Regions from separate parts of the Mus musculus genome. Here all the other regions are linked to region 1. A link is a contact called in public promoter capture Hi-C data. All regions are on one chromosome and are shown on one strand. Each heading gives the region's core, a stretch centred on a gene start, on an enhancer-like site or on the middle of the called end of the contact. The rest is flanking DNA. Distances are from core to core; before and after follow the strand shown. Region 1 holds the start of Itga6 (integrin alpha 6). Region 2 holds the start of Sp3 (trans-acting transcription factor 3). Region 3 holds the start of Ccdc173 (coiled-coil domain containing 173). Region 4 holds the start of Gorasp2 (golgi reassembly stacking protein 2).

The links. Promoter capture Hi-C pulls out the DNA fragments that hold promoters and counts their contacts. Capture Hi-C pulls out chosen DNA fragments and counts their contacts.
Region 2: a contact with region 1 is called in a promoter capture Hi-C map of liver, with 2.1 times the contacts expected there. The contact joins the promoter of Sp3 here to the promoter of Itga6 in region 1. A contact is called at or near these places in 3 of 39 promoter capture datasets (embryonic stem cells, liver and stem cell-derived epiblast-like cells) and 1 of 9 other capture datasets (liver).
Region 3: a contact with region 1 is called in a promoter capture Hi-C map of pre-B cells, with 5 times the contacts expected there. The contact joins the promoter of Ccdc173 here to the promoter of Itga6 in region 1. A contact is called at or near these places in 2 of 39 promoter capture datasets (liver and pre-B cells).
Region 4: a contact with region 1 is called in a promoter capture Hi-C map of hippocampal neurons, with 5 times the contacts expected there. The contact joins the promoter of Gorasp2 here to the promoter of Itga6 in region 1. A contact is called at or near these places in 3 of 39 promoter capture datasets (hippocampal neurons, liver and pre-B cells) and 1 of 115 datasets of contacts at active chromatin or transcription factors (extraembryonic endoderm stem cells).

The regions. Positions count from the first base shown.
Region 1 is chr2:71,785,393-71,788,276 of GRCm38.p6, reverse strand. Itga6 (integrin alpha 6) reads right to left here and starts at 1,338. Exons shown (of 26, transcript NM_008397.4): 1 at 957-1,338. The coding sequence starts at 1,138.
Region 2 is chr2:72,979,082-72,981,781 of GRCm38.p6, reverse strand. Sp3 (trans-acting transcription factor 3) reads left to right here and starts at 1,336. Exons shown (of 7, transcript NM_001018042.3): 1 at 1,336-1,532; 2 at 2,150-2,295. The coding sequence starts at 1,526. It overlaps Sp3os (trans-acting transcription factor 3, opposite strand), which reads right to left and starts at 2,350. Exons shown (of 3, transcript NR_045269.2): 1 at 2,187-2,350.
Region 3 is chr2:69,788,182-69,790,881 of GRCm38.p6, reverse strand. It overlaps Ccdc173 (coiled-coil domain containing 173), which reads left to right and starts at 1,396. Exons shown (of 9, transcript NM_001077684.1): 1 at 1,396-1,467. The coding sequence starts at 1,419. It overlaps Phospho2 (phosphatase, orphan 2), which reads right to left and starts at 1,145. Exons shown (of 4, transcript NM_028521.2): 1 at 926-1,145; 2 at 561-596.
Region 4 is chr2:70,660,146-70,662,845 of GRCm38.p6, reverse strand. It overlaps Gorasp2 (golgi reassembly stacking protein 2), which reads right to left and starts at 1,337. Exons shown (of 10, transcript NM_027352.4): 1 at 1,086-1,337. The coding sequence starts at 1,148.

The DNA.
Region 1 (2,884 bases), core at 89-2,588:
GTTGTGGGAATGAGCATGGATCAAGAATTTAACCCCACTGCGACTGGGCGACTAAGCTCCAGAAAATCTTCCCCAATCAAAGAACTGGGTCATGTGGGAGCCAACACTGTTTAAAAGGCAGAGCCAGTCGCTTTCTCCTGGAAGAAACACTTGGGAGGATGACTGTCACTTCCGAACCTTCTTTTCTAAGTCCCTCCTAGAAGGGGCACTTTGCTCTAACTCCTCCGTGAGGCCCACCCAGCACTGGGGCCGGAGGATCCTTGAGTGCTGCTGATCTATCAGGGAGCTGGGAGGGGGAGCTAGCACACCGACTCGAAGAAGCCTGTTTTCACAGCTGAGCTAGTCCTGAGGAACAGGTGCTTTTTAAGAAGCATGTTAAAGTATCTCCTGCAGGAGAGCCCACTCTGCAGGGAAAGTCATACGGGACAGCGAAAAGTGGCTTCCCAACTTCCACGCGGCGCGCGAACGAGGGAGGGGACCGGACGGTCGGAGAGTTGGAGAAAGGCCTGCATTTCCCTGGAAGACTTCCCGCAACCCTGTGTCCCATCACTGTCCCTAGTGCACACGTGAAGCTCAGCAAAGCGTGCCACCTGCCGGGGTCCCTGCAAACTAAGCCCGAAGTGGAGAACCGCGGAAAGCACTTCAGGGGAGGGGGAAAGTCAAGTATCCCGGGGCCGGGCCCGGGGTTTGTCCCTTCGGCTCTCCTCACTCCCGGGAGGCGCCGTGTGCAGGGCGCGGCGGGCCCGGATCTCTCAAGTCTTGGGCCGAAGAAGTGCGAGCGGGCAGGGCAGGGCAGGGCAGGGCAAGGTAGGGAAGGCCAGGGCAGAGCAGAGCCGAGCTGGGCTAGCCCACGGATAGGCTCTGGGCACGCGGGACGGGCGGCAGCAGGGCGCGCCCTCGTTCTCCCTGGCGCAGCGCGGCGCCCCGGTGGGGATGGGAAGAGTCGGGGAACTCACAGCCGCTTGTCCTCCGGCTGCAACTGCCAGTGCATGGCGAGCGAGAAGCCGAAGAGGCTCCCGGGATCCCCCGATTTCCGGATCACGTTGTCCTCGCGGGTGTCCAGGTTGAAGGCTGTACCCAGCCGGGCTAGAAGCCCCGCGGACAGGTAGAGCAGGCACAACTGGCCCGCGACCGCCATGGGCGCGCGCGGTGGGAGGGACCCGCGGAGCTGCTGCGGCCTCTGTGCGCGCGGGCTCGGGGCCGGGGCCGGGCTGCCTGGCGCGCCGCTGCGGCCACTTGGCCTCGGTCGCCCCTGCGCGCGGCCCCACCCCCGGCCGGCTCACGCTCACTGTGCGGCCGCTCCCCCACGCCCGCAGCTAGCTGCTGCTCAATGAGCCCGTTGTTCTCTGGAGACTCTCAAGCGTTTTATCGAGTGACCGGGACTCCGGCCCCGCCCCGCCCCGCCCCGCCCCTCCCGAGGCCCCGCCCGCCACACGCACCTTCCCTGCCGGCCCCGCCCCGCAGCGGCGCACCCGCCGCAGCCCTCCCACCTTCCCGCCACCTGCCCGGAAGCGTCCCGGAGCTTGGCAAGACTAGCCAGGCTTTTTTTCTACCTGTCACTGAACTGCGGGCCTCATAGGGCTGACTTGCAAAGACATCCGTTCTCCAAGGGTTCAAGACGCGCCTAAGTATGCCCAGCTCTTGGGGTTGGCTTGATGTTGCATACTCGCTGGCTCCCCAGGGACCCAAACGTCGAAAACGTTGCTGTGCTACTTAAAAACACACTGTTTCATTCAGGCCTAGGAAGCGGGCTTCTCTGTGCTGATGAGTTTTGGTTTTTTTTTTAAAAAAAAAAAAAAGAAAGAAAGAAAAGAAAAGAAAAGAAAAGAAAAGAAAAGAAAAGAAAAGAAAAAAGTCAACTCAGATTTTTGTGGGAAGATCTCTAGGTAGGGAACACTGAGTCCTTCTATCTTGGGCCCTGGAGTTTAGCTATTGTCCCCTTTTCTTACCCTAAGTTTCCTAGTCTAGTTAGAACTGCATAGATAGAGACAGCTAGAGGTCCGTGTGGGTGGCTTGAAGGCTTGAGTCTCGCGGGCATAGGGTGGGGCTTTCCAGCGAGGTGTTGGCTTTTGAGGCATGTTTATTTTAGGATAGAAAAACTTGCTTCAGGGACGCTCAGAACTTGGTTGAGAACAAACAATATACATTTTAGTGAACCATTTTTTATTATCCTCTGACATTTAGATTAGCATGTTTTCTCTTATGAATGTAGACAGTAAACCACAAAGGCAGGAGACTGTACCAACAACCCAATTATCAGTAGAAAATACTGTTTTATCCAGAAAAGTTGGTTGTTGCAGATGTTTCAAATTACAGTTGTTATTAGGTAGCTACTCTGCTAGATCTCGATGTATGTCAATAAAGAAGCAATTTATTACTATAGAAAAAAATGTTAACATTTTGACATATGTTAATATAATCGATTTTCTTCTTAAAAACATGTATGTTGTGCATAGGGTCTTGGTTTTCAGTAACTTACTGAACGGGCCTTGTTCTACCCTGTCTCCTATCGATGTAATTTAATATTTTAACCAAAAGCCACCTGAGGAGAAAAGAGTTTGTTTTATCTTACATTTCCAGATAATAGAACTCAGGACGGGAACCTGGAGCAGAGACCATGGATAAAAACTGCTTAGTGGTGTGCTCCCTCTAGTTGTGTTGAGCCAACTCTCTATACAAGTCAGGACCAACTGCCCAGAGCTGGGTAACAATCACAGTGGGCTGTACACTCCTGATGCTGGAAAGGGCCTTTCCATGGAACCTAACAGGCATGCATAGGAAATAGAAGCAGGGTGCAGTCCCAAGGGAGACCCAAAGCGTCCTTCTACATCTGTACCAAGAGAACAGCTGGAGCTACTCAGAGAAGCTATGTGAATATCACGTG
Region 2 (2,700 bases), core at 87-2,586, 1.2 Mb before region 1:
AAACTGTCTTGAAAACAAAAACCACAACCAACGAGAAAAAACCAAAAAACAAAAAAACAAGTCCAAAAAGGCTTCTGAAACCGATGTATGCACTGCCCCTCCCCCCCATGAATTTTCAAGTTCGTGTATACAAAGCTAGTTTAAATGCTTTGCCTTCAACCTCATACAAAACATACAAGTACAATAATTGGGATGTTTATTCTTGCTTGAGGTAGATTTCTAATAAAAGTATTGTGGATAGTGTTTCCTACTCTTAAATTCAACCTTTCTTAAGCAAAAGTATCTAGAGGTAATAGACAACGTTCTGTCTGTTGTTTGCAGAACACTTTTTTCTCCTGAATGACTGACTGCAAGGCATTGAGGATGTCAAAGGAAGGGGTGTTAATACACCACTAAGTACAAAATTTAAAAAAAAAAAAAAAAGTAACTAAACGCTCCCAAGAGGAAGGATACTTTTTAGATGTACTGTTTTAACAAATGTTGACTGACTTTCTTGGTTAAGAAGCAGGTAGTTTGTGTGTGCAGCAAACTGATTTTAAAGGGTGACTGTATCTCATTGAATAAAAACATAACTAAGCCTGCTTTGATATCACTGGCCAGAACTAAAACCTTTTTTCTTTATGAAGGGACTGGAGATATCTTTTTGCTCTAAGTGCCCGCCTCCAGGGTCCACAAAAGTAGATGGTTGGTAACCACGGGCTAAGCTCGGGAGGATGAGAAGGTGATGGATCCGACTTGCGACCAAGAGCTGAATGTGTGTGAAAACGTCCTCCTCCAGCCTCGGAGGGGGTGTCTCCCCCAATACCAGCTCCCTCCCCCAGGGCTCGTGGGGCGGGTCCGGTTTGCTCAGTAGCAGCAGCAGCCCTGGGGCCGAGCGGCGGTGGCCTCCTGGCAGCGCTGGCAAGACGCAGCTCCGAGCGCCCGGGCCCTGGGGAGATCCAGTCCGGTCGGCTGCCAGGATGGAGGAGACGTCGAGTGGAGCCGGAGCCACCGGGGACGGACTTCCTCCCCAGCTCGGCTCCCCGACAGCCTGGCGAGGCCTGCACACAGGGCCAGCCAGTGGAAGAGGCCTGCGCCTCGGGTCTGGCAGCCGCAGCCGAGGAACGAGGCTGGCACAGCGGGGTAACGCGCGAGCCGGGGCCGTTCTGGAGAACCTACGGCGCCACGGCCGCTCATTGTCTCTCCCCTTCAACCCGGGGGCAAACAGGAAGCCCGCCGCCAGGCCGAGCGACGGACAGGCGTCCGGACCAATGAACAGAGCTGACGGAGAGCCTAGCGGCAAATGAGAGCCGGGAAGAGGGGCGGAACTTCCGGGCGGGCTGTCGCCCTCTTCCCCCCTTTTGGGCTGGAGGCTCCACCTTTTGTGTTTCCCGCACAGTCAATCAAAATAGGAAAAAAAAAATTCCCCGGACCGCTCCGGCCGTGTCCGCCGCCGCTTCCCGCATCCTCTCCCGCCGCCGCCGCCTTCGCTTCTCACCATGTGTAAGGCGGCGGGGAGCCCCGCCTGAGCTGTCCTAAACACACTATGACCGGTACGTAAAGCCGAGAGAGAGCAACCCTCGCTGCCTCCGCCGCTGCCACTGCCGCCCACAGCCAGCCCGGGGCCGCCACCGCCGGCTCCCGGCCTCCGGGAGCGTGCGACCGAGTGTCGGCGGAGGCAGAAAGCCGCACTCCCATCTCCGCCAGCCAGCTGTCCAGCCCTTCCAGCCCCAGCGCCGAGTGCCCGCCGGGCTCCGGGCGGGCGGCCCGGTCCGCCGGGAGCGCATCCCCCCTGTGTGCGGGCGCGGGCGGCGGCGGCGGGCGGGCGTGTGCGAGTGACTGACGGTGCGAGAGGAGCGAGCGCCGCGGAGGGAAAGGGGAGGAGAGGAGAGGAGAGGAGAGGGGGCAGGGGCAGCGCGGGGAGGAGGAGGAGGGAACGAGGAGGAGGAGGGTTACAGCCGCGGCGGGCGGGGGCAGCAGGAGGGGAGGAGGGAGCGCGCCGCCGCCGCCGTGGCCGCCGCGGCCGGGGGGAGGGCAGGGGAGGGGCAGGGCCCGGGCCGCCCGGCGCTCACTAATGTGGCCGCGGCTCGCGGGCCCCCTCCCTCCCCGCACCCGCCTTCCTCCCCACCCCACCCTCCTCCTCCCCCCTCCCCCCGCGCTGTGCCTGCAGCTCCCGAAAAGCCCGTGAAACAAGAGGAAATGGCTGCCTTGGACGTGGACGGCGGCGGAGGCGGCGGCGGCCACGGCGAGTATCTACAGCAGCAGCAGCAGCAACAGCAGCAGCACGGAAACGGCGCGGCGGCGGCGGCGGCCCAGGTGAGGAGCGGCTGAGCGCGGCCGGGCTCCCCGCGCGCCGCTTTCTCCTCCCCTCGCCCTCCCTCCTTCCCTCCCTCCCTCCCGCGCGCGCTCGCCCGCCCCTCCCCCGCCCCGGGAGCTGCCCGCCCGAGGCGCCAACGCTCCGACCCCGCCCGCGCGCCCCCGCCCGCCGCCTTTTTGTGTGTGTGTTTGTGTGTGTGTGAGTGTGCAAGTGTGCGCGCCCTCCCGGGTGGGATCCGGACGGAGGGAAGAGGCCCGGCGCGCAGCCGTCCGCCGCGGGCCACCGAGCGCGGGGAGAGGCGCCGCAGACCCCGGAGGAGGAGGAGGAGGAGAGCGCGGGGCCGGGTTGGCGGCGCGGCCAGGCGCGGAGCGAGCCGTACTTCCTGTGCGAGCGGGCCCGGCCCT
Region 3 (2,700 bases), core at 147-2,646, 2.0 Mb after region 1:
TATGGAAAAGGCACTTGCAATCGGGAGTTTCAAGTCAAATATGAGACCCTATTTGAAATATAAGACCATATGAGAACGTTACTGAGATATTTTATGAGGTTCAATACTTGTAACTAATTTGGTAAAACTCCTGATAATTTTCACTGAGAGACGTGGTCTACACAGCTTCTGCCTTCTAAGTTATATACTCTGCCCCAGTTGCTTCAAGGATAACTCTAGAGTGAACAGGTTAAAGGGCACCTGTGTTGTCCCTTGTGGTGAGGTCCCTCAGCTCAGAGTTTCTGTCCCGTGAAGGAACTTCCTGCTCACTCTGCGTTATCTTGTGGGAAGAGGGCCTTAGGAAGAGAAAGGTACAATTTGCTGGGGATGCAGCTAGCACTGTGTAATTCACCGATCTCTCGCTAGGCGTCGTGCTCCCTCACAAACTATGCAAGCGGCTGTTGGCCTACAAAGACAGTTCAATCCCTGACCTTTCCAGCCCTGCGGAGCTTTCAACTCGCTTAGCACAAGTACACAAAAGTTCCGTCTCCAGAAATTTTTATTAATCCTTCCATACTTACCAGCATTATTACAGTGGAACATCTCTGATAGAAAACCTGAGGAGAGATAGCACAACTATGCATTAGAACGTTCATTATTGAAAGTCGCACTTCCTTTAATTTAGTAATGAAATCAGCTGTACAGCGATATGTCAGGAGAGCCTCTGCTGAGATCAAGTGCCAGTCCACTTTTTGTGTCATTAGAGACTGACTGGTTCCCGAAGTACACTAATTACAAGTTATTTACCAAGCAGTTTAATGTATGTTAAAGGTATCAACGCGAATGTTCTGGGGACAACATTCAAGTTTTAATAGTCCTACGTAACAACTGACAGGGTCTCATATAGTCCTGACTATGCCTCATAAATCAAATCATTTAAAAACACCTTTTCTGTCCTTTAATCCTTGTGGCTCGGTGGTCAAAGGGCTGTCCTTCACCTCAGCCAGCGGGGCGCAGAGTAGAAGCTCGCACCCAGCCTGGGCCTCGACTCGCACACCGGCCGGTTCCAAACTAGCGCAGCGAGTGAGAAAAGCGGCAGCGGCCGAGCGGGACCGAGGGCTCCTCACTGACCCAGGCCTGGGTCGCAGCGGGCCGCCAGCATCAGCACCAGCGTCGGCCGGTTGGTTCTCGTGCCTTACGCAGCCGGTGAACTGCTAGCGCCGGCTCGCCCACTGCTCTGCACTGCGCACGCGCACACCCGGGCTTCGGGCCTCGGTTCAGCCGCGGACAGGGCTCCTTCCTGGTTCCTGGATTGGAGACTGACGTCACTTCCGGCGTGGTTGCTAAACAACCAAATGGTTTAGTTATCGCTCAGTAGCTGACTTCAGCTTGGAAGTAGTATCACCTGCTCTGGACTCGCGGGATCAGCTTTGTTAAAGATGCAGGTGCGCTTTGGACGGCGCTCCGGGCAGGCGAAGGAAAGCCAAGGTGAGCTGCCTTGGCCCGTGCCGGAGCTGGGGTTGTTGTTTCTAGAACCCCAGCATAGGGTGACAAAGTGAGGGCTTCGGTTGCCTTTTGAAATGGGCTTTAACCAAGTCGAAAGCAGTCCCAGCAAGCATCCTTGGAAGTTAGGCAGGTTGGCCTTCAGGTGAATGAGTGGAAAAAGGAAAGAGGACTAGGGGAGCGTAGCAGTAGAAAGAATAGACTAGGAGTAGAATAGGGGTAGAAAAGGCAGCAGTTAGAGCCTTACCCCAGCTGTAACTCGTCAGACACTCGGGGCACTTAAGCTTTGTAATTCGTTGAATAAATTTTGGAATGCCGTTTGGAAATGTTATTGACCTATCAAAATCTTTATAATGTTGCAGACCTGCTGAGTAATCTTTTCTAAAGCTCACGGAAAAACCTCAGTTCTTTCCACGCTAAAGTTAAAATTCTCCCCTAGTCAAATGCTTTGATAATGTAAAAAAAAAAAAAAAAATGATAATGAGGTAATTAAAGTGACCAATTAAAGTGACCTAAGATTTGATTTTTTTTCAAAGATGTGAGCAAGTAGGACTTCTAAAAACAAAGTCTTTCCACAAGTTTAATTGTTGTCATGGTAACTAATAGATTCTTGGAAATTTGAACTATCTTCACGTTTTGCTTGAGTTCTGTAGCAATAGCACCCTACCCCCACCCTGCACCCTAGGATAGACACAATCTGGTCAGTGGGAACATTAGGAAATTTGATTCATACACAAGGACATTGTAAAAGTAATTTTTATTCACCAGATGTAACTGTTGTCTTGGAGGCTTACTGCTGAATAAGCTCACCCTTTCTAGTTCTTTCTGAACTCTGGCCTCGATGGTTCAACACAGGTGTTCTGGCCCAAACTCCTCTGCAAGCTGACTGATTCAAACTGGCTTCTCTCAGCCTCTTTCTGAATTGCTCCACTTGGAAAAACTGCTGTGTATTGAGGAGAGATGCTTTCGAACAGTGGTTCTCAATCTCCCTAGTGCTGTGACCCTTTATTACATACAGTTCCTTATGTTGTGGCGACCCGCACCATAAAATTATTTTCTGTGCTACTTCATGATTATAATTGTATGAATTATGCTTAAATTATTATTATTAAATATCTGTGTTTCCCAGTGGTCTTAGGCGACCCTCATTCGACCCCCAAAGGTGCTGAGATGCACAGACTGAGAAACTGCTGCTTTAGAGGAAGCGTGCAGTCTGAA
Region 4 (2,700 bases), core at 88-2,587, 1.1 Mb after region 1:
CTGCAGCTCCCTAAGGGTTCATGGCCACACTCAGAATCTGCAAGTAACAGGATAATACACCTCACATGAGTCAACTCAGAATCAGACCAGATGAAAAAGCATCGCCATTAATTTTCCTACGAACCCGGGATGAAGCAGTTCTTTCTCCTGTGTTTCCTATTAGTGTGGGATTTAGGAGTTTGGTTAGCTGAAGGAAATAGGAAAGTAATATGGCATATGAAGAAACACCCTGGAAAAACAAGGGCTTCAAAAGTCTCTTTTGAGTGGAATGGAGAGACAACCACAATCCCGACAACCAGGTGACCAATCACAGTCCTATCGTTCAGGTATCTGGGCTATTTTAAAACGTTATCTCATTCAGAACATGCGACCCAGGGCAGAAAATGAAGGTAAGCAAGCACACTCTCAGAGAAGATTGTCCCTAAATGGCGATGCAGACTGAGGCCACTCTGTTCACAGCCCATGTTAGCACTCACACAGGTGTCACCACATTCCTGGTTCCACGAGGAAAGGACCGTTCACAGGCGGATGTGTCTTTGACCCCTGGTGTCTGGCGCTGCGTTTCCTCATCAAGCCTGGCTATTTTGGAAACTCTCCTCCGCGGACCTAAACCTCAATCTCCCCGACTATTTCATCTTAGAAAGAAGAACGGAAGTTCCTCTCCTCCAGGAAATGTTGGAGAGATCTGGAAGGGTCAGGAGCGACCCGGAACGGAAAAGTCCTATCAAAAATCAACTAAATTTAAGTCTGTCAAATCTAGCCCGAGGCCGTTCGTGCTCCTTTCCCTGTCCAGGTGGCCCTTGCAAGCATCCAGGGGTAGCCGAGATGAACCGACACCGGTCGTGACATCTCCGCTTAGCCTGTGGCTCCGTCACCCTCCCCGAGAACACAGGTACGGGTTCCGGCTCCTTCTGGAGGCGGCGCCCCTTGCTCTTCCTAACTCTGAAGCTCAGGCCAGTGCGCGGCGAGGCCGTGCGGAGGGCCAGGAGCCAGGGTGGTGGGTCCCGGGCCACGTCGCCGGCAGCCGCGCCCAGGGTGCTCCGCGGACTCGGGCCTGGCCGCCCCGGCGTCCCCCCGGGCCTTACCCGCAAAACGTGGTAGCCCTCGGTGCCGCCGCCCGGGATCTCGACGCTCTGCGAGGAGCCCATGGCGGCGGGCGATCCGTACGACCCGGCCGGCTCAGCGCTGCTCCGCCTCGCGCACCGCCCGCTTGGCGACTCCGCGTAGCTCTTGGGACGTGGCACTTGCAGCAGCCCGAGCCGGGCCGCACAGCCCGCCGGGAGATCGTCGCCCGGCAGCCACGGCCGCTGCCACGCCGCAGACAGCGCCCCCTGACGGGAGCCGGAGGGAACGATCGGAAGAGCGCAGCGGGCGGAGGCAGGGAGCGCGAGAAAGCGGAAAGACAGCCCGGAACGCGACGGCTCGCTACGGGGCCCCGGAGCAGACAAGACTTATCTCGGCGCGTTTCTACCTTCGCAGAAGGGTATTTGGTCGCAGCGCCTCCTGGTGACCAGAGGCCAGAGAGGAAGGGAGCAGATGCCGAGCACGCCTGGCGCTTGCTTTGTTTTAGGTCTTGTTTAATAAGATTGTATACCTGAGGATAGTTCACAGTGCCTTTCTGGGGTTGGAATATCAGGTATTCTCAGCTCACGTTTATAAAGAGCAGTGTTCCCTGAAATAAAAGCGGTTACTGTTTTGTTGTTTTTCTTCTCGTCCTGATAGAACACTACGGAGCTACGCAGGAGCGAGGGGCAGGGGTTGGATTTCCTTGGAATTTTGCCTGTTGCCCCACTGCACCCCTCTCAGTGTTCCCTGCCCCGTCTCCTCCCCATGCTATAGTTTGACTTTCAGTAATGGTGTCCCATCCAGGTGTTGACTGTCTTTGGTGTTTTGCAGTGTGAGCTATTATTAAGGGTTCTGAAGTATTCTAGTCCCAAATGGTTTTTCATAGTTAACCCAACACGCCACCAGTTAGATAGTCTAGTTTAAAGGATAGGTAGAGGAGCAAATGAGTGGTGCTCTAAAGAGCCAGGGGAATACAGTACGGGGACCTTTCTTCCCGACAGCTGACCAGTTCGCCATATGGAATCAGAATCATATGAAATTAAGAAGACTGGACTGAAAGAGATACCCATAGACAAAACTAAGAAATACCAGGAAGAGCTTGCATTGGGATCTGGAGTGAAGCCCAGAGGTTTCATAGTCCCTAGCCTGTGGAGGTGGAGGAACCTTGAAGGGATGGACCTTGTAGAAGGAAGTTGGAGTCTGTCCTTAAAGTAGGGAGTAGAACCCTGCCGCTTACTTTCTCTCTTTGCCTCACAGCTGCCCCGAGATGAACAGCTTTGCCAAAATAATGGAGCCAACAGCTATGGACTGAAACTACAAGCCAAACAAATCTTTCTTTCTCCTTTAAGTCGTTTTTTTGTCATTGACAAAAAGCTAACAGAAGGCCAATCTGAAAAAATTCCTAGGGCTGAAGAGGAAGGAGGCTTACGGGTTAAAAGTGTTGGCTGCTCAGTCATGTCAATGGGAATTCAGATCCCAGCACCGACAATAGACTGTCTATAATGCTTATAGCTTCAGCTCGAAGGGATCTAGCACCCTCTTCCAGCCTCAGTGTAGACACACACACACACACACACACACACACACACACACACAGAGAGAGAGAGAGAGAGAGAGAGAGAGAGAGAGAGAGAG